Linked DNA regions of Oryctolagus cuniculus: region 2 is linked to region 1. The links are chromatin contacts, called in public Hi-C maps. All regions are on one chromosome and are shown on one strand. Each heading gives the region's core, a stretch centred on a gene start, on an enhancer-like site or on the middle of the called end of the contact. The rest is flanking DNA. Distances are from core to core; before and after follow the strand shown.

What was found. Hi-C and Micro-C count contacts between places; a contact is called where the count stands out from the background.
Region 2: a contact with region 1 is called in a Hi-C map of an unstated tissue, with 3 times the contacts expected there. The contact joins two enhancer-like sites. A contact is called at or near these places in 3 of 6 Hi-C or Micro-C datasets (ear pinna, psoas muscle and an unstated tissue).

Annotation. Positions count from the first base shown.
Region 1 is chr16:21,597,172-21,601,286 of mOryCun1.1, reverse strand. LOC138845868 (a long non-coding RNA gene) reads left to right here. Exons shown (of 2, transcript XR_011383132.1): 2 at 34-433. Among named protein-coding and RNA genes, the nearest start is that of ZNRF2, 5.7 kb to the left of the region's middle. Within about 2 kb of position 1,971, at least 1 of the 8 cell types and tissues checked has an H3K27ac peak or open chromatin away from gene starts, as enhancers often do.
Region 2 is chr16:21,725,912-21,730,026 of mOryCun1.1, reverse strand. It overlaps the pseudogene LOC138845867. Among named protein-coding and RNA genes, the nearest start is that of NOD1, 60 kb to the left of the region's middle. Within about 2 kb of position 2,461, at least 2 of the 8 cell types and tissues checked have an H3K27ac peak or open chromatin away from gene starts, as enhancers often do.

The DNA of each region.
Region 1 (4,115 bases), core at 722-3,221:
TTCTTCTTCTTTTAATTTCTCTTGATTCTACAGGTTAGACACTTGGACTAAAGAGCCTTTAGGGTCCAGAATAGGCTTAAGTGTGTCACAGAATCATTTCATGGGGCCGGTGCTGTGGCTCAGCGGGTTAACGCTTTGGCCTGAAGCGCCGGCATCTGATATGGGCACCGGTTCTAGTCCCAGCTGCCCCACTTCCCATCCAGCTCTCTGCTATGGCCTGGGAAAGCAGTGGAAGATGGCCCAAGTCCTTGGACCCCTGCACCTGCGTGGGAGACCTGGAAGAACCTCCTGGCTCCTGGCTTCAGTGTAGCTCCGGCTGTTGTGGCTATCTGGGGTGTGAACCACTGGATGGAAGACCTCTCTCTCTCTCTGCCTCTCCTCTCTCTGTGTAACTCTGACTTTCAAATAAATAAGTAAATCTTTAAAAAAAAAATAATTTCATGTTAACCAGTTGATTGCCAGAGCCCTATGCTATGTCTAACACAGATGTAGGGATCATTTTGCTATCTAAAAACAGCTTGAGGAGCTGTTTTGTGTTTGAAATCGTGGTTAAGATGTCCATATCCCACACTGGAGTGTCTGGGTTCAATTCCCTGCTTCCCTCCAATTCCAGCTTTCTGCTAATGCACACCCTGCGAGGCAGGGGTGATGAATTAAGTTGCTGAGTGCTTGCTACTTAGCGACTTGATTCAGTTCCTGGCTCCTGGCTTCAGCCTGGCCCAGCCCCAGCTGTTGCAGGCACTTGGGGATTGAACTGGCAGATAGGAAATTTCCATCTAGCTATTTATGTTTCTCAAGTAAATTAAAAATTGTTTAAGTAACAAGAAATGCATTTCAGAGAGGACAGTGTTTAAAAAAGAAAACAGCTTGAACAGAATGTCAGCACCTGCCAACAAAAATAACTTAATTCTTGCTTATCAAAATGGGATGGGGTATTAATAAGAACTTAAATTTAGATATTCTATTCCCAATTCACCTTGGCTTACAAACAATACATATTTTTCAAAATCCTCGAAAGTCCCTTATTTAAACACCCTCAACACAGAGCACCCCAGTCTAGAATGCTCTCCTCCATTACAGAGAAAGCTCAGATTCTACAAATAGTGTTTGAAAGGAATCCCAGCTCTTTCCTGGGGCGTAGGAAGGCATGTCATGGGGTCAGCACTGAGGGGTTCTCCCACCCTACAGGAGGGAAAGACGAGCTTAGAAGGAAAATAGCTCTCTGCTGCATCACGCCACAGTCTCCCTGCCAGTGCACACGCACTCTGCTCCCTGCCTCCTGCCACTTGCTCAAATCACCACGGTTGTACGTGAATGATTGAAGGTCCTAGAAGACATTGGCCTTACCACCTCTTCCCGCAAAACTCTCCAACAAAGGCAAGGCTCATATTTTAAATCTAGGTCTGGAAGCCTCCCAAGCACAGGAGCTCTTTCTGTTTTATTTTAAACTCCCCACCGTGCTTCTAGAGAGCTCCAAGACACTCAGCACACAGGAGACTTCCAGTAACTGCTGTGGACCGTGAGAGGCCAGCAGCTGTAATACCACCGCCATAGCTGACTGTTGTCACCACATTAAGCCCGGTGTCACGTCCGCGGTCTTCTCCACTTGGCAGCCAGGGCAGTCCATACCTTAGGGGGCCAATTCCCTTTGTGCGGCTACTGAACGATCTATGCCCCCAAGTCAGACCAGGGTGGGAAAGGTAAGGTAGCTGAGGGACTGTCTTTCCCCAGTAACAAGAAAGAAAATAAAGTAATAAGAGCAACTGGTCCACTTGCCCCACCCTGTTTCCCAGAAGCTCCTGGGGCTCTGGCCCAACTCTAGGGATGTAAGTCTCAACTGAGTAGATTTTGGAACGTGGCCCTGAGCGGGGTCATCTCGGGTGTACAGGATACTTTAGGATCCACCCTGGAGAGGTCTTCATTCTTTAAACAGAGCAGCTGAGCATATGAAATGTGCTTTGACACTGGGCATGGGAAGCTGAACCAAACACGGTCCCTGCCTTCAAAAAGCTTATGACTTATAGTCAGGGGACCTGGATATAAATAAAGAGGTGATTACACTGCACTGTGGTAAATTCATACTGGAGCTGGGCAGTGGGACAAAGAAGCAGGCCCTGGGTGACAGCAAAGGAGGTCTCGAGAGACAGTTGATGTCCACTGGCCAAGACGCTCAGGATCAAGGGCACATGTGGTGGGGTGAGCTGTGTTGTCTGAAGAACTGCAAGCAGTTCCTGACAGCTGGGAGAAGAGCTGGAGAGGTGAGAGGACAGGCTGGAGAGGGAGGCCTGGGCACCGTGTAACCAGCCTGCTGTGCTGGGCTCAGCTGCGAATGAGCTTTCCTAAAGAGGGAAGTAGCATGACCCTGCCTGTGGTTTGCAAAGATGGCTCGGTGGCATTGTGGGGAGTGGACTGATCTGAAAGAGGAAAGCTGGTCAAATGCAAGACTCGTTAGGAGGCTGATGTAGTCACCCAGGCAAGAAGGGAAGAGAAACTGAACTGGAGCAAAGGCGGGGCAGATTCCAGCACCCTCGAGAGACAGCAGCCTCCATGGGTCTTGCAGACCAACTGGCTATTGTGTGTGACCGAGAAGGCTGAGTCAAAAGTGACAGGCACACTTCCTGGTTCCTGGTGCCAGTGCTGCGGAGCAATGTGGAGGGAAACAGCACACTGGAGAAGCAAGGAGCTGAACTCTAGGTGGGCAGCACAAAACCATTTCTTGGGCCTATGTTGTGGCACAGGGGGTTAAGCTGCCACCTGTAACACTAGCATTCCATATGAGTGCTGGTTTGAGAACCCCCTGTTCCAGATCCAGGTCCCTGCTAATGCACCTAGGAAAGCGGCAGCAGATGACCCAAATGCTTGGGCTCCTGCCACCCAATGGGAGACCCAGAAGCATCAGCCTCCTGATTTCAGCTGGCCCAGCCCTGGCCATTGTGGCCATTTGGGGAGTGAGTCTCTGCAACTCTGCCTTTCAAGTAATAAACAAATCTTTAACAGATAAAACATTTCTTTTTTTTTTTTTTTTTTTTTTTTTTTTTGACAGGCAGAGTGGACAGTGAGAGAGAGAGACAGAGAGAGAAAGGTCTTCCTTTTGCCGTTGGTTCACCCTCCAATGGCCGCCGCTGCAGCCGGCGCACCGCGCTGATCCTGGCAGGAGCCAGGAGCCAGGTGCTTTTCCTGGTCTCCCATGGGGTGCAGGGCCCAAGCACCTGGGCCATCCTCCACTGCACTCCCTGGCCATAGCAGAGAGCTGGCCTGGAAGAGGGGCAACCGGGACAGAATCCGGCGCCCCAACCGGGACTAGAACCCGGTGTGCCGGCGCCGCAAGGTGGAGGATTAGCCTATTGAGCCACGGCGCCGGCTCAACAGATAAAACATTTCTTGGGTGGGTTGTGGCAAGACACAGGACTAGCTCTGTGCTGGACTTGCATGGGAGCACACACAGGCTACCCCGGCCTGACTGCCACAGCACTGCATTTCAGTTTGCTCAGTGCTTCTCCTGCCCTCTCTGTGTGCCCCTCCTGTGCCAACAGGCTGCTATTCCTAGGATGATAGGGGTCAAGAGGGGCAGTGGACTTAGTGCGGTCAGATTGGAGGGAGACCAAATATGAATGCTGGGTGTGGCAAATTTATTTCTCTTCGTTGTTAACATTCCATGAGTGAAGGCAACTTGGGCCTTGTTATTTTTCCAACACAGTCTCCTGTACAAACAGCAGTTGTCTATGACCCTGAATTAGCCTATTAAAGAGTTCACTGAGGGGCCACTGTGGCACAGCAGGTTAAGCTACCTACTACACCAGCATCCCATATCAAAGCGCTATTTCAAACCCACCTGCTCCAATTCTGATCCAGCTCACTGCTAATGTGCCTGGGAAAGCAGCAGATGATGTCCCTAGTACTTGGGCTCCTGCGTAGGAGATCCAGGTGGAGTTCTTGGCTCCTGACTTCAGCCTGGCCGTGAACCAGCTAATGGAAGGACTCTCTCCTGTTCTCTCACTTGCTCGCTCGATCTCTGTCACTCTGTCTTTCAAATAAATGAATACTATTTTGAAGGTGGGAGGTTGTTACAGAGTGGGCATTTGTCCTAGTGGTGAAGAGAAGATGCTGCTGTCCCA
Region 2 (4,115 bases), core at 1,212-3,711, 130 kb before region 1:
GGACCAGGAGCTGACCCACTGGTACAGGTCAGATAACTCAGACAATGGATTCAGCAGTGTAAGGAAATGAATAGCGTTCACTAACAGTGCCGACTCTGCTCATCTAATGTATGATGTATTAGTAAATGTTTTCTTCTGTAGATCTGAAAAGTAACTTTAAAATAAAACCAAGTGGCGGCCGGCGCCGCGGCTCACTAGGCTAATCCTCCGCCTAGCAGCGCTGGCACACCGGGTTCTAGTCCCGGTCGGGGCGCCGGATTCTGTCCCGGTTGCCCCTCTTCCAGGCCAGCTCTCTGCTGTGGCCCAGGAGTGCAGTGGAGGATGGCCCAGGTCCTTTGGTCCTGCACCCACATGGGAAACCAGGAGGAAGCACCTGGCTCCTGGCTTTGGATCAGTGCGATGCGCCGGCCGCAGCAGCCATTGGAGGGTGAACCAACGGTAAAGGAAGACCTTTCTGTCTCTCTCTCTCACTGTCCACTCTGCCTGTCAAAAAATAAATAATAAATAAATAAATAAAACCAAGTGATTTTTTTATCATACCCAACACTAAAATTAGAACTGAGCTCACTGGTTCTGACAACGGCCTCATGGCTGGCTCTTTTCAGATAGGCAACTAAGATGTATATGTGTGAATATACATCTTACATGCCTCGTTTTTTCATTAGTATAGTAACACATATGGCCCAATAAGATGGCTTCCTCTTCCCATGTGACTTGCAAGGTCAAGGCTCCCCGTCAAAGGCACTGCAAGCAGACGCTGGAGAAGTACTTGCAGATCGGGGCCTGCCCGCCCCTGCTGCTGGGAACGCTTCCACCGTCACAAGAATGATCGCAGGCAAGCCTGCTGGAGACAGCGGTCCAGCCAGCAGCCAGCGCCTGTCTCCAGGCGTGTGAGTGAGGTAGCACCGGACCAACTGGTCCAGATGACCCACGTGCTGCATGGAGTTACACGGACAAGCACAGGCAAGAACCCCAGTGTCTGACCCAGAGACTCCAAGTTAATTGAGACTAGGCTTCTAAGTCGCCGCATTTGGGGAGTAGTTTGTAACTGGGAGAGGATAGTCGAGGTGATGCACGGAATTGAAGGAAGGCTAACTGCTGTGACAAGGACGCCCTAACTATGTAATGGCTGATGCACAACAGCACTGCCCAGGCCGTCCCAGGAGGTTTCAGATCAGGGGGAGGGTCAGAGGGTCTGGCTCTGCCCGCTTCAGCGTGTGGTTTCCAAGGTCATCTTAGGCAACATCAACCTTTGCAGAGACGGTGCCGAGGGCAGCCAATGGAAAACCTTCCTGGGCCCATTCAAGAAGTAGGACCTCTCTCCCCTTCCCCCTGCCCCTTCTCCCCTCTCCTCACGTCCCCCATTTTGGATGGACGCCCTACAGCCCGCCCTGTCCTGACTGCCAGAACACTCGTGCCCTCACCGTGTCGCATCCCCAGACCACAGGCCGAGCTCTTCCGACGATGCTGCCTGTGCAGGCACCGTCAGGTTAACAGTCTCGGGAGAGGTCCGAGAGAAGGCATGAGCGCTGCAAAGATTATGGGCCTACTTCCATGTTTTTCAAAAAATATTTATTTGAAAGAGTTAGAGGGAGAGACAGAGATCCTTGCGCTGGTTCACTCCCCAGGTGGCCGCAACAGCTAGGGCTGGGCCAGACCAAAGCCAGGAGCCTCCTCCAGGTCTCCCCCGCGGGTGCAGGGGCCCAAGCACTTGGGCCATCTTCCACTGCTTTCCCAGGTGCATTAGCAGGGAGCTGGATCAGGAGTGGAGCAGCCAGGACTGCAATCAGTGCCTATATGAGATGCCGGCACTGCAGTTGGTGGCTTTACCTGCTATGCCACAGTGCCGGCACCGCCACCCCAGATACATTTTATAAAGGAGAGAAAGAAAAAAAAAAACTCTACTTTTCCTTATTACATTCAGTGTGCACAGGTTTAGTGATCATCCTGTATGAACTGGTGGATCTCACACAAAGAACGAACCCAGGGAAAGGTATTGATAACCACAGGAAAAAGTCCAGGGATACAGGGAGCAAGCGTTTCTTGGCTACACCCTAGAACTCTGGCAAAAAGGCAAAATAAAAGCCTATTTGGAATTCCACAATTAAACATCTTCGCCCATCAGCCTCAAGCCATGTAGTTATATCCAAATCTAATTTTTCACGTTCACAAATGCACCAAATCGTCTTGACTAAAGAGTGCTGCGGGCGAGCCCGCTCCACCTGCTGTCCTTGCAGCAGGTCGTGAGGGGCTACCTTCGCCTCGGAGCCTGGGAGCGTCCCGCCCTCCCCAAGCACAGGGCACAGCGGAGCGGCTCAGGGAGACTTGGTTGCCTGGATCCTGAACACCACGCACATCTGCCTGGCCCTCTCGGAGCCCAGCCACCACGGCGACACGGCCGTGCCTCATGCGGGTCTGGCAGTGAGCCTTGGCTGAGGTCCCAGATGACGGGAGAGGCTTTCCCTGCCCCAGCCCCAGCCTGCTGAGTCACCACCAGCTCTAGCTGATGGTGCTGTCCCTGCCAGTCCTGGCCCAGTTTGCAGATCTGTGAGTAGAATAAATGCTTGCTGTCATCTTAAGTCACTAAGTGAGGGGTGCTTTGTTTTGCAGCCAAGATAATTAGAACATGACATTATTAGTAAAGTTTTTTGTTTTGTACACAGGGGAATGAGTAAGTAAAATGCTGAGTTACTATGGATAAAGAGTATTTTTAAGTAGCCAGAAGGGATGAATTAGATTTATATGCAGCAACATAAACATCTTAAAAACATTGATATACAGTGAAAAAATTAGTAATCAGAATGATAAACATTCATATGCATTTTAAATATACTCAGAAATTCAATGTATTTTTCAAAGACTCGTAACAATTTCATTAATTACCAAGAAAGTAGACCAGAGGGATGTAGTGAAACACAGTGAGATGTGTGCCTGTGGGATTGGAAGTAGGAATAAAGGGAGAAAATAAAAAGAACAGAACCGAGAACCAGTGCTATGTGATCCTTAAACTCCAGTCACGCTTTCTTCTGGGCACACGGCTAACATCTGCGCAGGTAGATGTGGCCACAGAACTTAGTTCTAACCCATGGGACATGGGTAGAAGTGATACATGGTATCTTCGGACCAGGTCCCTTAGGGGGAGGGGATGACCTTAATAACTAATAGATACCAAGTTAGACCTCATCTCATCCTGACTCATAAAACAAATCTTCACAAATTTAAAAGAACTGAAGTTGTAAAAAGTATACTACCTGTCCACCATGGAACCCAACTGGAAATCAGCAAACAAGACAGCAGGAAAATCTCAAAAGACAACGGCAAAAGGAAGACCTTTCTCTCTCTCTCTCTCACTGTCCACTCTGCCTGTCAAAAAAAATTAAAAAAAAAAAAATTAAACAGCACACTTTGAAATAATCCATCGGCCAGAGAGATCCAAGGAAACTTAAAAAGTTGCTGGAGTGAAAATGAAAATGTACAAAAAATCTTTGGGATGCAGCCAAACAGTGCTTACAGGGGAATTTACAGGACTAAATGTTCTTATTAGAGAACAATATCAAACCCGTAACAAAGTTTCTACCTCAAGAAGTTAGAAAAAGAGAGGGCAAAATAAACCCAAAGCAAGCAGGAAGAAGGAAATGGTATGGGGTAGAGGGCATTGAAACTGAAAACAGAAAAACAATAGAGAAAACCAATGAACACAGTTTGTTCCTTGAAAAGACTGATGTAACTGACAGAGCCGCAGCAAGGCGACGGGAAAGGGGGAGAGGGGTAGAGGGGGAGGGAGAAGTAAAGGCCAACACCAGGTATGAGAGAGGAGCAGACATGACCAGGACGATCTGTCCAGATCAAATGGGCCTTAGGAATTTGGGGAGTAACCCAGCCTCTGGTTCTCTTCATGCCTGTCCATCTCTGCCTTCCAAATAATGAAAATAAATGAATTAAAAAATTCCTATGGAAATGTGAGAAAACAGAAAAGTGGAGTTGCTGGAGCTGCAGCCCCCCAGTGTTCTAACAGCTCCAGTAATGAAGACGGTGGGTGCTGAGAGAAGATGGGGCACACGCCAGTGGACAGGAGAGCCCAGGGAGACCCACGTGGGGACAGCCAAAAGTGTAGA